4 separate regions of the Mus musculus genome follow, and regions 2, 3 and 4 are each linked to region 1. Evidence: chromatin contacts called from public promoter capture Hi-C data. All regions are on one chromosome and are shown on one strand. The core of a region is the stretch at or near the end of the contact, and the rest is flanking DNA. Distances in the headings are between cores, read along the strand shown. Region 1 holds the start of Odf2l (outer dense fiber of sperm tails 2-like). Region 2 holds the start of Lrriq3 (leucine-rich repeats and IQ motif containing 3). Region 3 holds the start of Tyw3 (tRNA-yW synthesizing protein 3 homolog (S. cerevisiae)). Region 4 holds the start of Trmt10a (tRNA methyltransferase 10A).

Region 1 (3,013 bases), core at 301-2,800:
GTGCAGGCCTCAGGACTGAAGAGGCAATGAATACAAACCGAGGCTTGGAATGATTAGGCAAGGGTTTCTAAGGAAAGCCCAGGAGATGTTATTGGAGAAATGCAGTGGATACACAAGGATTGCAAGTGTCACGGAAAGAAACTGAGGACTGGTACAATGAAAGGACAGAAGAGGCCACTGGTTAAAGATCCCAGGATACTGCAGATGTTAGGACCACGGATGACCATCAAGGACAGCAACAGGGGTGGTTTAGAGTCACGGTGACACACTGAGCAAGAAGTAGAATCCCTGGACTCATCTTACTTTATCCCACCTTTAAACTTAGATGCCATCTGGCCCACTCTGCGGGGCAGCTCAGCAATCTTCACGTTTTTTCCACTTTCTCCTTTTTAAAGTAATTATCCTGAATTAACCAACCTACCTTAAATTTACTTACAAGCCTGAGTTGATCAGAACTGATTTTACAGAACAACCTTGAAGACCTATCTGTTCTTTGTAGAAAGTCATTGCTGAAGCAGTCATAAATGGAGAACTACTAAACCAGAGGGTGGGGGTTGGGGGCATCAGTGGCCTGCAACGGATCGTTTCTATACTCATCCTGACTCCCATTTGTCTGTATGGAGTTAACAAAAGTGACGAATAAATGAGGCTATCTGCTCAGATCTTGAGACGCTCGAAAAGCAAAGACTAAAACTATTAATATACACCAGTTGTAGAATTAGCAGAAAACAGCAATAATAATACTTTGCTATTAAAAATTACAAATATGGCCGGTCTCACCATTAATCAAAGGTATGAAGTAAAGCTTACAAACAGGCACGATTTCTACAGTTTGATCCTTTACCTAAACCAGAGGCACTCGTACCCTCAAACATTTGACACCCTTGTAAGCCATGGCGTGACAGAGAAACTTGGTCTTTAGGGTCACCAATAGCAGCCACCGTTAGGTTAAGGTTACTCAACTGACATATTCAGTGCCAGAGACAGGGGACATGACTCGGGGTACGTCAAGAACTGGACTGGCATCGGGTGAGCTCAAGATTAGGAAAACACTATGTCGGAAACACCCCCAAACCCGGACCCTCGCTCTGCAGGGACCCTATCCCCCGCTAACTTCTCCCCGGCGCCCCGAGACCACACCGCGGGAAGCAGGGGCACAATGTCCGCTTTCCTCTGGGTGACAGTGAGGACCTGAGCACCAAACACATACTGTTCAGGAGGGGTGGGCACCACGGGTTTCACTTCCGGGTGCCTAGGGTCACGCGCGGCCCGCCCTCAGAGCCCACCCCAGACTCGCGCCCGCCCGCCCGTCCGCCCGTCGCCCTGACGTCATCCCCCGCCGCCGCCACTACCTACAATGGCCGGAGGCCTCTCTGAGGCCTGCCCGGCCCTGGGTCACTGCAGCAGGCGGAGAGTGCAGAGAGAGTAGGAGGCCAGAGGGAAGGGCAGGGAGCGCGGGGAGAGAAGCTGACGAGTCACCAGAACAGGCAGCGGCGGCCTGAGCGCGTCCACCTTGGAGCTCAACGTTGCTAGTAACCGGCCTGCGGTTTCTGTGGAAACGGACGCCCCGCCCTCATCGGCCCGCTCCGACGCAGCTAATTGGTCGGGAGCTCTAGAGCGCGAGCGCCGTTCCTGCTGTGATTGGAGGGAGTGAGGGGGCGTGGCCGGCGGGGGGTTGTCTCTGCTCTGGTTTCTCTAGTGAGATTTTTCAAAAGCTTTAGCTTTGAGAAAAGGCGTAGCTTTTGTGCGTCGCTGACCGAAAATCTCAACCGCTCTCATCCTAGCAGGGAAGGAAGGTCCGTTCCGAGTCTCTTGACACTGGATCGAAAAATGACTTCCCTGCTTTTGCCCTTTTTTGTAGCTAGGATTTGAAAAAACCCAAGACAGAAAAACCTTTCCAGTGTATGGCATTATCCCCCACAGGAGTTTTTCTTCTTTAAAAACATAGTCAGCAGGTTCTCCAAAATGTCGTTCAAGTCCTCCTAAGTCCTTAGATAAAGCTGCTGTGCTTTCTAAACTGCTGAACCGGCCAAATGAGATCTTGGTAGGACCTAGTAGTGGTTTTTTGTTTGTTTATTTTGTTTTGTTTTGTTTTCCTTATGAGATTTTGGGAGTTTTGTCATTGTTCTTGGAATGTTTTCATGCACCTCCCAGGTGTAGTAGATAGGAGTGAGTTTACGTCCGAGTTTTTGTACAACTGGCTATTATCCATTTATTTGCCTCTATGGGAAACAAACAAACAAACATGTTTTTGCCGCGTGCACCTTGTCCTTCTTATATACTCAAGTGACCTTTCTTAGCACTCAGGGTATACACTGTCTGATGCTCTGAATAAAGTTGGCTATTGCATGCGGCGTTAGTCTGCCTCGTTCCTCCGCTCCACTCCCTCAGGTTCCACCACAGGAAGAGATATAAAAATGAACAGCATATCGAAGCAGCGCATACTTCTAGTAGATAGAGTAAAATGGTAGCTATGGGAAATGTCAGCTAGGAGCTGAACTGTCGGCCCTTCAGTATGGCTAGTACAAGCTCTTCAGAGCCAGATGCTGTGCTTCTTAGGGAGTTTCCATAGGGAGCTGTTCGCCTAGGTGAGGAAAATGAAAATACATGTTTATGAAATATTCTATAAGAAAGTCATAAATAGCAAGTTTGTTTATAATAGCTAAAAATGGCAAGTAGATTGAATGTTTACCAGCAGGAAAATTGATTACATATTCAATACAATGGAATGATATTCCACAGTCAAAAACAACAAGCCACTTCAATATGCACCTTCTGCATAAGTAGCTTGAAGCTCTTCTCTCTGTTGCCTGGGACATTCAATATGGACATGCTGGGTACATGAGCAGCCATGGATAGACTGGTAATAGACGTCTTAATTCAGCCTTGTATAAGAAAGTAGCGTAGGCTGAGTTGTTTAAAGAACAGAAACATATTTATCACATTTCTAGAATCTCAGAAGACCCAACTCAAGAATCAACCAATCTGGCTGCTAGTGAGTTGTCTGTTCCTA
Region 2 (3,013 bases), core at 148-2,647, about 10 Mb before region 1:
TTCTGACAACTCACAAAATTGTCTAGCCAGCCCTGTCTTGATCTCCAGAACCACATACATGATGCACAGACACACAACAATTTCTACTATATTTGCACTAGTTTATTCTACATATCCAATATTATTACAGGTCTTCTCTTATGACTTCACTATGCTTCCCCATACATACCTTTCCTCAGCTCATTTAAATGTCATGTCATCCACTTTCAGCATCTTTTAGTAATTTCTCTCACAATCCACACTTATTTATTGGACAGGTGTTGTTGGTTAAGTGTTTCTATAATCTAAGCAATTTCTCTCCATCTCCCATTATTATCTTTTAAATTTCCACCAAATCTTTCCTGTTTGTGTTACTTTAGTAGACTCCAAATAAAGCTCTGCTTATATTCTTGCCATACCCACCAACATACTTCAGTGTGTCTGTGCCCTTTAAACATAAGGCAGGTCACCAAAAACCTGGGATGACTCCAGTTCACTCAAGACTATAAATTACAAGCTCTGACTGCTATTGCTGTTATTATCTATCGGGCCTTTCTGTATTTTCTTAATTTCCTTCAGCCGGAGTGTATTGTGAAACAGTTATCTCCTCCCCACAAATGTGTCCACTTTAAATACAGAATTAAATGCTGAGGTCAAGGCTTTAAGTGAAAAACTAAGCTTACTCAGAAACTTAAAAGTTCATAGGGAGCTGCTATGCAGAATTCTGAGTTAGATTTTAAAGAAGAGAAGCTTCTCAAGTCAAATTGTAGTGGTAAGATTTCTGGGTTTCAGACTGAAATGGCTTCCTCAAATAGCGTTCCTCTCTATGTACTATGTGAAAGATTAAAGAGATCAACCTGTAGTACTCGATATAAACTTATGCACTCTACAAGAGAAACACATATAACCACTCTATGAAAGTGTATTAAGTAAGACTGGTTCTTTCCAATATCTGGCACCTTTGGTTGAATCTCCTTGAAGCAAGTGAACACAACAGAGTGTGCAGTGCTGGCTAAAGGCGCTAGTTCAGTACTGGGCCTGGGAAGTTGGACAACTGAAGGGTGCAGAGTAGTCTGGCCCACCAGAAAGCATCCCACAGAGCCGAGCCTCTCTCTGGTTCAGGGGCCTGGCCTCCCTGGGAGGCTTCTGACAGGAATAGGAGCTCCGTGCGGGCAGGTCACCTCAGCATCTGGGTGGTGGATCCACTAATGGTGGGTGGGTTGGTCTTCTCGGTCGCACCGCGGGTTGTCAGACACGGTAAGGCAGGAACCCAGAGCTCCGCACAACCCGACCCCGCTAGGTGCCCGCCCATCTGCCCCACAGATCGTTGCCCAGGAAACGCCGCTTGCGCACGCTCACGCCATCCTAGCTTTTCAAGTCTCAGGGCGCTTCCAGGGCCGCGGTGACGTGGAGAGCATGGAGGAGGCGGGGCGGGGCGGGGCGGGGCGGGGTTTGGAGTGCGCGTGCGTGCTAAGTGTGCTCCCGGAAGTCGGCCATGGCGTCTCTCCGCGAAGCCACCCTGCGGAAACTGCGCAGATTTTCTGAGCTGAGAGGTACCAAGGCGGAACTGAGTTCTCTGCCCCCCTGCACGGAGAGCGCCTTCCCAAGGACCCCGCGCAGCTTCCTGTCCGATACCCCTTCCTGTCCGCTCCGTCCTGGCCAGGCCAGCCAGACTTTTCCCTTTTTCCCTTTTCCTCCTCTCTGTGCGAGCCTAAACTTAGATGTCAGGAAGGAGCAGTAAGAGAATTACCAACGGGAAGTAACACTGGCTTAACTCAGTGGTAGAAGACCTTTTGCTTAGAGTCTGCAGTAGTCGTTACCTTGTTTCTTTTCTTTTCCCAAGCCCCGCTGCTTAACTCCACTTTATTCCAATGTAAACCCCAATACGGAGGCAATCATGGCTTTAAATTTGATAATGTAAGTTTGGGGTACAGCTGTCTGGTAAAATTGATATTTATGAGTGCCTAAAATGTACGGTCTTATATTTGGATACCAGAATGATTGGAACTATTAAATCCAAGCTAACATGTCTGTCTCTCTCCTCTCCTTCTCCCTCCCCTTCCCCCTCCTTTCCTACCTATTCCTCCTTCTTATCTCAGTCCCTCCCTCCCTCTTTATCTTTCCCCTCCCTCTCATTCTCTCTCAACTTGTTAAAAACCTTATTAATATTTTTGCTGATTAGAGGGTTCCACTGATTCTTGAAAGTGCAATTTGTCATTTAATGAGTTCATTGAGAAGTTTAGTCCTGGGGTTTGTGTTGTATTCTGATTGCTTATATAAAGTGTAGTTTGATCATCGTTAATAAAAATATTAGAAGCTAGGACTGGTGTCGCAAGTCTGTACTGTCATCTACTTGAGACGCTAAGGCAGTAGGAACGAGGTTCAAGACCTACCTGGATTGCACAGACAAATAGACGATGATAATTGATAGACAGATAGATAATAGGTAGATCGATCGGTCGTGTGGTAGATAGATAGAAAATAAATATGAGTTCAGAGCCAATCTGTCAAGTAGTGGAAGAGTCCATGATTCACTGAAGAATGAGTCACCAAAGAATGATGCCCCAGATTCCAACAGTATGTAAACACAAAGAGTATTTATTCTGCAGAAGTCCAGCCTTCTGGGTCTCCCATTGCCAAGATAGAGAGACCCTGAAGTGAACTCGCAGGACCAATTTCAAGCACATTAGAGGAGTTCTGGGTTAGGTAGGCTTTGCCTTCCTCTATCTCTAGTCAAGTGCATTAGTGAGAAGGGGGGAAGTATAGAATAGAACTTCAATCTGTAACTGAATGTGAACAATCACTTGCAATAGCTTACTACCTTTGAACTAGCCTGTCTCAACCCTGTCAAACGTAAGATACTAAATTAATTAAATAGATAAATGAAGGATTATGAACATAGCTCAGTGATAGAGCTGGCAAGCATAGGACTCTGTGGTTATTTCCCAGTACCACAAAAGAAAAGGAAAGAAAAAAATGATAAGCAACAATAACAAAAGACCACATTCCTAAACAAAAACCTGGAAGGAGTGGA
Region 3 (3,013 bases), core at 271-2,770, 9.5 Mb before region 1:
GTTTGTTAACTATGCTATGGTTTAAATGGGCTTTTCTATCTATCATATATATGTTGTGAAAACTGTTTATAGTACCTTGTTTTATTTTTATTTTACTTTTTATTTCTAGGACATACACAGTTAAAAATTCCTCCTCTAGACTGATTGAAACTCATTCATTGGTTTAAATGAAAGTTAAATGGGTAGGGGATATGTTAGACGTATGTATATCTTAACATAGAGTTAGTGAGTCAACTCTCAAACTCAAGAGGAAAGACATATTACTAATGAAGTGCAGAGGGCCAAGGTTAGGGCTAGCGGCAAGGAACACTTGTTATCCTCTTGCTGAGGGCTTCATTTGGCTTTCCAGCACCAACTTGGTGACTCAGGCTCGAAACCTATTCTAACTCCAGTCCCAGGAGATCTAATACCCTCTTCTGTCCTTTGAGTGCACCAGGAATACACACGGTGTGGAAAAAAGAGCAAAATAAAATAAAATTGATTTCTAGAGAGAGTTTTAAATGAAGACTAAAAAAGAGGCCTCATAGTTATAAAATGTACTGCCACTGTTCCAGAATGGCTCATGGAAGCTTGTGGCTTACTATTAACTTGGAAACACGAATAAATGATGAAAATTAAAGTATCCAGTCCAAGTCTTCTGGCTATATGATGTTGTCACGGTCTTGCTTTCACACTGATCACTCTGTACCCCTGCAGCATCTCATGGACAGGGCAGGCCCCGCTTCAGTGTGACAGAATGCTGCTTGCTACAAGCTGCATTTCCTAGGGCAGGAGCCAGCGGGGAGTTATGGTGGCTTCAGGGGCTCGAGGTGGACACGAAGTCCACACAGTGGCCTCTGCACTTTCAATCATTAACAGGTCTTTTCTGGTCACAAGACTGAGGCAGGAACTCTGGGAACTGTAAATGCGCAAGATGTAGTTAACAATGTATTAGGTTTTTCTAACTCTGTCCCTCTCTGTGTCCCTCTGTCTCTGACTCTCTCTAGGTCTCTCTTCTTTCTTTTGAAGACTACTGTAGGTGGGTGCCACTATGTCTAAAAATAGGAATAACAACGCCCACTGCATACACACCGGAGGACAGAACACAGACCTCCTCTACCTGCACCTGGGAAGTTGTGAACCCGGAGTTGGGGCGCGAGTGCCTGGGTGGCGGCAGAAATCCCCAGGCATCAGTAGGCAGCTACCCCAGTCGGAACCACCGGCCGCCTGCTGTGCAGTTCTCCAGTGCAGATAGATCTCCTGGAGCCTAGAACTTGAAAGAAAGAAAAAAAAAAAAAAAAAAGCCTCCCGGCAGACAAGAGTAGGACCTTGCTTGCGGTCCTGGGTGACTTACCCTCCTCTAGAGTAGGAAACAAAACCTCCTAAGCTCCAGAAGGTCTGTGGGGAAAGAGGTGGGCTGGCTTTCCCTAACTTCGCTAGGCTCCCCCTCTCGGTTTACGCCTGTACGGTCTGGCGGCGCACGTCTTGCTCCTGGTTGCGCCAATGGGGAACTTTGGTCCTCTCCGGCCACCGTGGCGGCAATATGGCTGCGCCCATGGAGAAGAAGGCGCATTCCAGAGCAGAAAGCCGACCCCAGCTCGCTCGCTCGCTCATGGACCGTAGCGCGGAGTTCGGCCGGTGGAAGGCGCAGAGTCTGAGCAAGGCGGACCTTAGCCGCAAGGGCAGTGTGGACGAGGACGCGGTGGAGGTGGTGGAGCTCCTGAACTCGCGGGAAGAGTTTTTCACCACCAGCTCCTGCGCAGGGCGCATCCTCCTTCTGGACGGGGTGAGGCCCGGGCCGGGGGAGGCTGTGCAATGCTAATGCGTCCTCCGGGTGATGGTGGAGCTAGCTTAAGTGGCGAAGGCTGGGGATTGGATTTACAGAGCGCTGGAGGAGCTCGAGTCTCCAAGTCCCTTCGGTCACGCTCGCCCTCGAGCCGCGCTAACCCAATCACTGTCGCTATGAGATGGGCGCCCGAAGGTTAAGGGGTCGCTGCCCCCTGGTGGCCGGTGTCATTATTACAGCCCTGGGCATTTTAGCTCTAAATGAAACAGTACTGTAGATACATGGTCAAAGCCCCTGGCTGCACGCTCTCATCCTCTTCCTGTCCCACAACACAGGATAACTAGACAACACGTGAAATAGGGTAATTTATTTCCAACATTTCTCATCGTGCCTGGCCCCATATTGCTGGTTAAAAGTCGCTAGGTTCCGCTTGGTTCTTCACGTACTGAAGTCCCAGATTATCGAGGTCTGTTCATGTTTATATTGCTTCCACCACTCCCGTTCTGTTCATGGACACTCTTGCTCACAAGCTAGCTGCCCACACCTCTTCTACAACTGCCCTGCCTGGGTTTATTCAGACGAGTCTCCAAAACACTGTTGTCTCTTCTCCAAGCCATGTTTCACAACACATTCATATGTATATGCATATGAGGGATGCATACACATATATGTATAATATATTTATAAATGTATAAATATATATGTATATACTATGTGTAAAATATCTATAATGAAAACATATTATAATTATGATTATACAAAATATAATCATAATAGAATATGATATATATTTTATATATTTTCATTTTTAAGCAGAATTTACTTTAGAAAATCCAAATTTATATTGTTCTGTAACCTGCAATCCTTTCCTCATTTTAACCAACTGCCAAGATTGAACTATTTTCTTTAGTTACTTGTCTTTGTCTTGTTCCTGTTCTTCATTTAGGAGTGGCAGAGTACTGAGAACCGAACTTAGGGTCTCGATCATGCTCAGCAAACACTCTACCACTGAGTGAAACTTCCAGCCTCCTCCCTACCTTTTGTTTTTTTTTTTTTTTAAACCTTCTAAAACAGGATCTTTCAAAGCTGCATAGACTGATCTTGAACACATTTAATAGACCAAGAACTCCTGGAACCTGTGGTCCTCCTGCCTCAGCTTCTGGAGTAGCTGTCCTATAATGCTTCCCCTATATCTACATAGCTGAGACACGACTCTCCAAGCTCCACTGTTATGCCAGACACAGAAAG
Region 4 (3,013 bases), core at 301-2,800, 7.0 Mb after region 1:
TAATGTGTTTTATCAATTCTTGAAACACTGTACTGGGTGTTTCCTAAGCTTTGATTAAATAAGCCAGACTACTGAACAACACATGAAATATGTTTCATTTTATAAAATACATGAATGCAGATAAAATACTAGCTGGCTGTCTTGTTTTGTCTAGACTTCACCAAGATAGCTTCCGCTCCGACTGTCTACTAAGTAATAGAGTAAGAATTTGATGCATTATGTAAAACACGGCACTTTTGAACACACGGCTTTAGTTTGGGTCACGAGGTGAATCTCTATGGCAGCGAGTCTGAGGCTTCTCCCAGACCAGCAGTGATGCTTAAAGCACATTTTAATCCACTAATCCAAGTCTAACAAGTATTTAAGAACATTTTACAGAAAGATAAAACAACTCTGAGACTTTACTTTAGCATATCTTAAAAAGAAAAAACCTGGATGGTTAATTCTTGGATATAAGTTATCAGACAGGATTACAAAACTCAAAACTGAGTAATACTGACAAAGACTATCTGGTGTGGGGAAGAGCATACGTCACTTAATGCCAAAGACAAAAACCCGGCTGTTATCAAATCGACTAAAACGGCCCTCGTAGTCTTTAAGCTTTCTTTTCGGTAACTCTAAAATCAATACATGCCTACTTCAGGGTATTTTTATGTTATTTTATTTTTTTTTATTTTTAAACGCGTTGGTCTGTACCGCAGTAGCAATAGCCCTTTGTTCAGTTGTCAAAGTCCCTTTGGCTTGAGTTCTGGCTTGGGAGGGAATCTCAGGAGAGCTTTTTTTTTTTTTTTTTTTTAAATGAGTAATTTTACATCTCCGGACACGCAACCACATTTTAAACACAAAATATTTCAGTGGCAACCGGTAACGCGTCCATCTTAACCTCATCCTCAGCTGACCACGAGGCCGAGCCGCCTGGGCAGCAACTGCCCCTCGGCGCCCTTACATGCGACGGCCTGACCCAGGGAAGGAAAAAGAGGAAAAGAAGGGAAAACGGCTCGCCTGCCCTCTAGGCGCAACGCAGCGTTGCGACAAGCTACCCTGAGACTCCACATGGCTCCTTTCTGCCACACTTCCGGTAGGGACTCTCCTAAACAACAGAAACCCGGAGCGCACACCGCGGCGACAACCGGGCGCGCGCACGCCCCGAGCGGGGCCCTGCGCCCGCGAACGAACCGCAGCTGACCAATCACGACTCTGGAAGACGGCACGTGAGTGGCGAGGGGCGTGGAAAACGCACACCTGACGCCACTTCCTCCGCAAACCGGCAACTACTTCCCAGGCCCTCACCCTCTACTCCGGAAGCCTTGGTTGCAGCGGAGGCTAGGGTAGCTCACGCTCCTTTGGCATCCGAAAGGATACCAACGGGCAGGGGCACGACAGCCGCAGTGCCATATTTACCGTGCCGCGGGGCCGGTGGGGAACGCCGGGGTGCGGTTAGAAAGCCTTTCTGAAGTGTTCTCGGCTCCACGCGGTCGTCCTCCTTCAGAAACTTCAACTCCCAGAGGCAGAGGCGGTGGTTGCGCGCCCGGTTACGGCACTTACGGCTTACGTCATCGGACTGCGCTAACTCCAAACCGGAGAAAGAGGAGGAGCCTGTAGGGGGCGGGGTCTGGGCCTGGGTTTTGCGGGAATGGTTAGTGGCTACCGCGAGGCGTTTTTCCCGGTCAAGCGTTGCATTTCTACCCACAGGCCTGTGTAAGCTCGGGTCTCGAGGCGAAGATCGCCCCACTGAAAGAAATTGAAATGCGAAACAGACGAAATGCTCTTATTTTTTTCTGCGTTGAGAGGATGATCTAGTATTGCCCAACGTACTTCTAATTTATGTAAGAAAGTTACCAATGGTCTTTCATAAGTGAAAAAATTGTAAACTGAAATTTTTAATAGAAATTCATCGAACTTAGGAATTTTAAAGTTTTCTTTTTATGTCCTTAGTAAAACATAATACTTTACAGTCCATCCTTTGAGGTTTTGTTTATGCTGTTTTGCAAAACACTAGTGATATTTCATCGTTTGTAAATACTTGACCTTATATAATCTTTTTGCTAAATATAGACCAAGTCAACCGAGGGAAAAAGAAAAACCAAACAGTTGGGTAGGTTGGTCTTTTTGTAGTTGTTTTGTTTTAATTTGGCTTTTCTGATGGATGAATCTGTAGAATTTGCAGATAAAAAACTATTTTTCAAATAAAGACCCATCATTAGATTTTTCTTGTTGCTTGACCTTTTGAACTTGTTACAGGCTCTTAAATGAACTGAATCGTCTCTGAATTTAGTGTGTGGGGGAGATCTTTTTTAAACTCTGTTTTTATTTGGAAAAAGATGTGGATCACATGCTCTGTGTTGTGGATCTCTCAAATCTTAGAGATTTCTGTTAACTGAACATTGGCAGTAAAATGTGAATCCACTTATGAGCTGTTAGTAGGGCATCTTTTTTCGGCTGCCTCCGTATCAGGGCAGAGAGTAGCTGAGGGAGGGTTAGTAACTGGATATGGAGCCCTTCACATGTAGGTCATTAAATTCAGGCTGGCAGAGTGGTGTGCCAGATCTTTCAGCAGCTGTTCTGTTGCCCTTATGGGATCTGTCTTTAAAATAACGGTACAGTTTTAGAGGTAATGCCTAGCATCCTTGATATCTAAAAGAGTTTTTAAGTTAGGAGAAAAATCCTCATTTTTATGATGTGACCAAATTTGACTTGGTTATTTGATCTCATGGTTGCAGAATCAATCCAAAGTATGAAAAAAAAAAAAAAAAAAAGGTACGAGTAAAAACTGCAGTTTAGCCAAAGAAGCATATAAAAGTTTAAGATAAAGTCCTGTGATGTAAGGAAGTCATTGATTTATAAAACTCAGGCTTGTTTAACACAGTTGACAGTTCATTGTCTTTGGCTTAGGATTTTGTACAGCAATGACTAAATGATTGTCTCCATCAAAGAAGTAGAGGATCCAGAAGTGAATACATACTTAAGATGCCTGTAGATAGAAAGGAAGACATGAATGTTTCTTGAGCACATA

Evidence for each region. Promoter capture Hi-C pulls out the DNA fragments that hold promoters and counts their contacts.
Region 2: a promoter capture Hi-C map of pre-B cells shows a contact between it and region 1. The contact joins the promoter of Lrriq3 here to the promoter of Odf2l in region 1. A contact is called at or near these places in 1 of 39 promoter capture datasets (pre-B cells) and 2 of 484 Hi-C or Micro-C datasets (CD4 T cells and CD8 T cells).
Region 3: a promoter capture Hi-C map of pre-B cells shows a contact between it and region 1, with 2.4 times the contacts expected there. The contact joins the promoter of Tyw3 here to the promoter of Odf2l in region 1. A contact is called at or near these places in 2 of 39 promoter capture datasets (the C10 cell line and pre-B cells).
Region 4: a contact with region 1 is called in a promoter capture Hi-C map of pre-B cells, with 2.9 times the contacts expected there. The contact joins the promoter of Trmt10a here to the promoter of Odf2l in region 1.

The regions. Positions count from the first base shown.
Region 1 is chr3:145,117,126-145,120,138 of GRCm38.p6, reverse strand. It overlaps Odf2l (outer dense fiber of sperm tails 2-like), which reads right to left and starts at 1,550. Exons shown (of 17, transcript NM_001162538.1): 1 at 1,357-1,550. Gm40163 (a long non-coding RNA gene) reads left to right here and starts at 1,726. Exons shown (of 2, transcript XR_867692.2): 1 at 1,726-1,796.
Region 2 is chr3:155,091,818-155,094,830 of GRCm38.p6, reverse strand. It overlaps Lrriq3 (leucine-rich repeats and IQ motif containing 3), which reads right to left and starts at 1,397. Exons shown (of 8, transcript NM_028938.2): 1 at 1,161-1,397. Fpgt (fucose-1-phosphate guanylyltransferase) reads left to right here and starts at 1,453. Exons shown (of 4, transcript NM_029330.2): 1 at 1,453-1,532. The coding sequence starts at 1,475.
Region 3 is chr3:154,595,605-154,598,617 of GRCm38.p6, reverse strand. It overlaps Tyw3 (tRNA-yW synthesizing protein 3 homolog (S. cerevisiae)), which reads left to right and starts at 1,520. Exons shown (of 6, transcript NM_172474.5): 1 at 1,520-1,765. The coding sequence starts at 1,592. Cryz (crystallin, zeta) reads right to left here and starts at 1,907. Exons shown (of 9, transcript NM_009968.4): 1 at 1,334-1,907.
Region 4 is chr3:138,141,985-138,144,997 of GRCm38.p6, reverse strand. Trmt10a (tRNA methyltransferase 10A) reads right to left here and starts at 1,550. Exons shown (of 8, transcript NM_175389.5): 1 at 1,402-1,550. It also overlaps a transcript of Mttp not described here.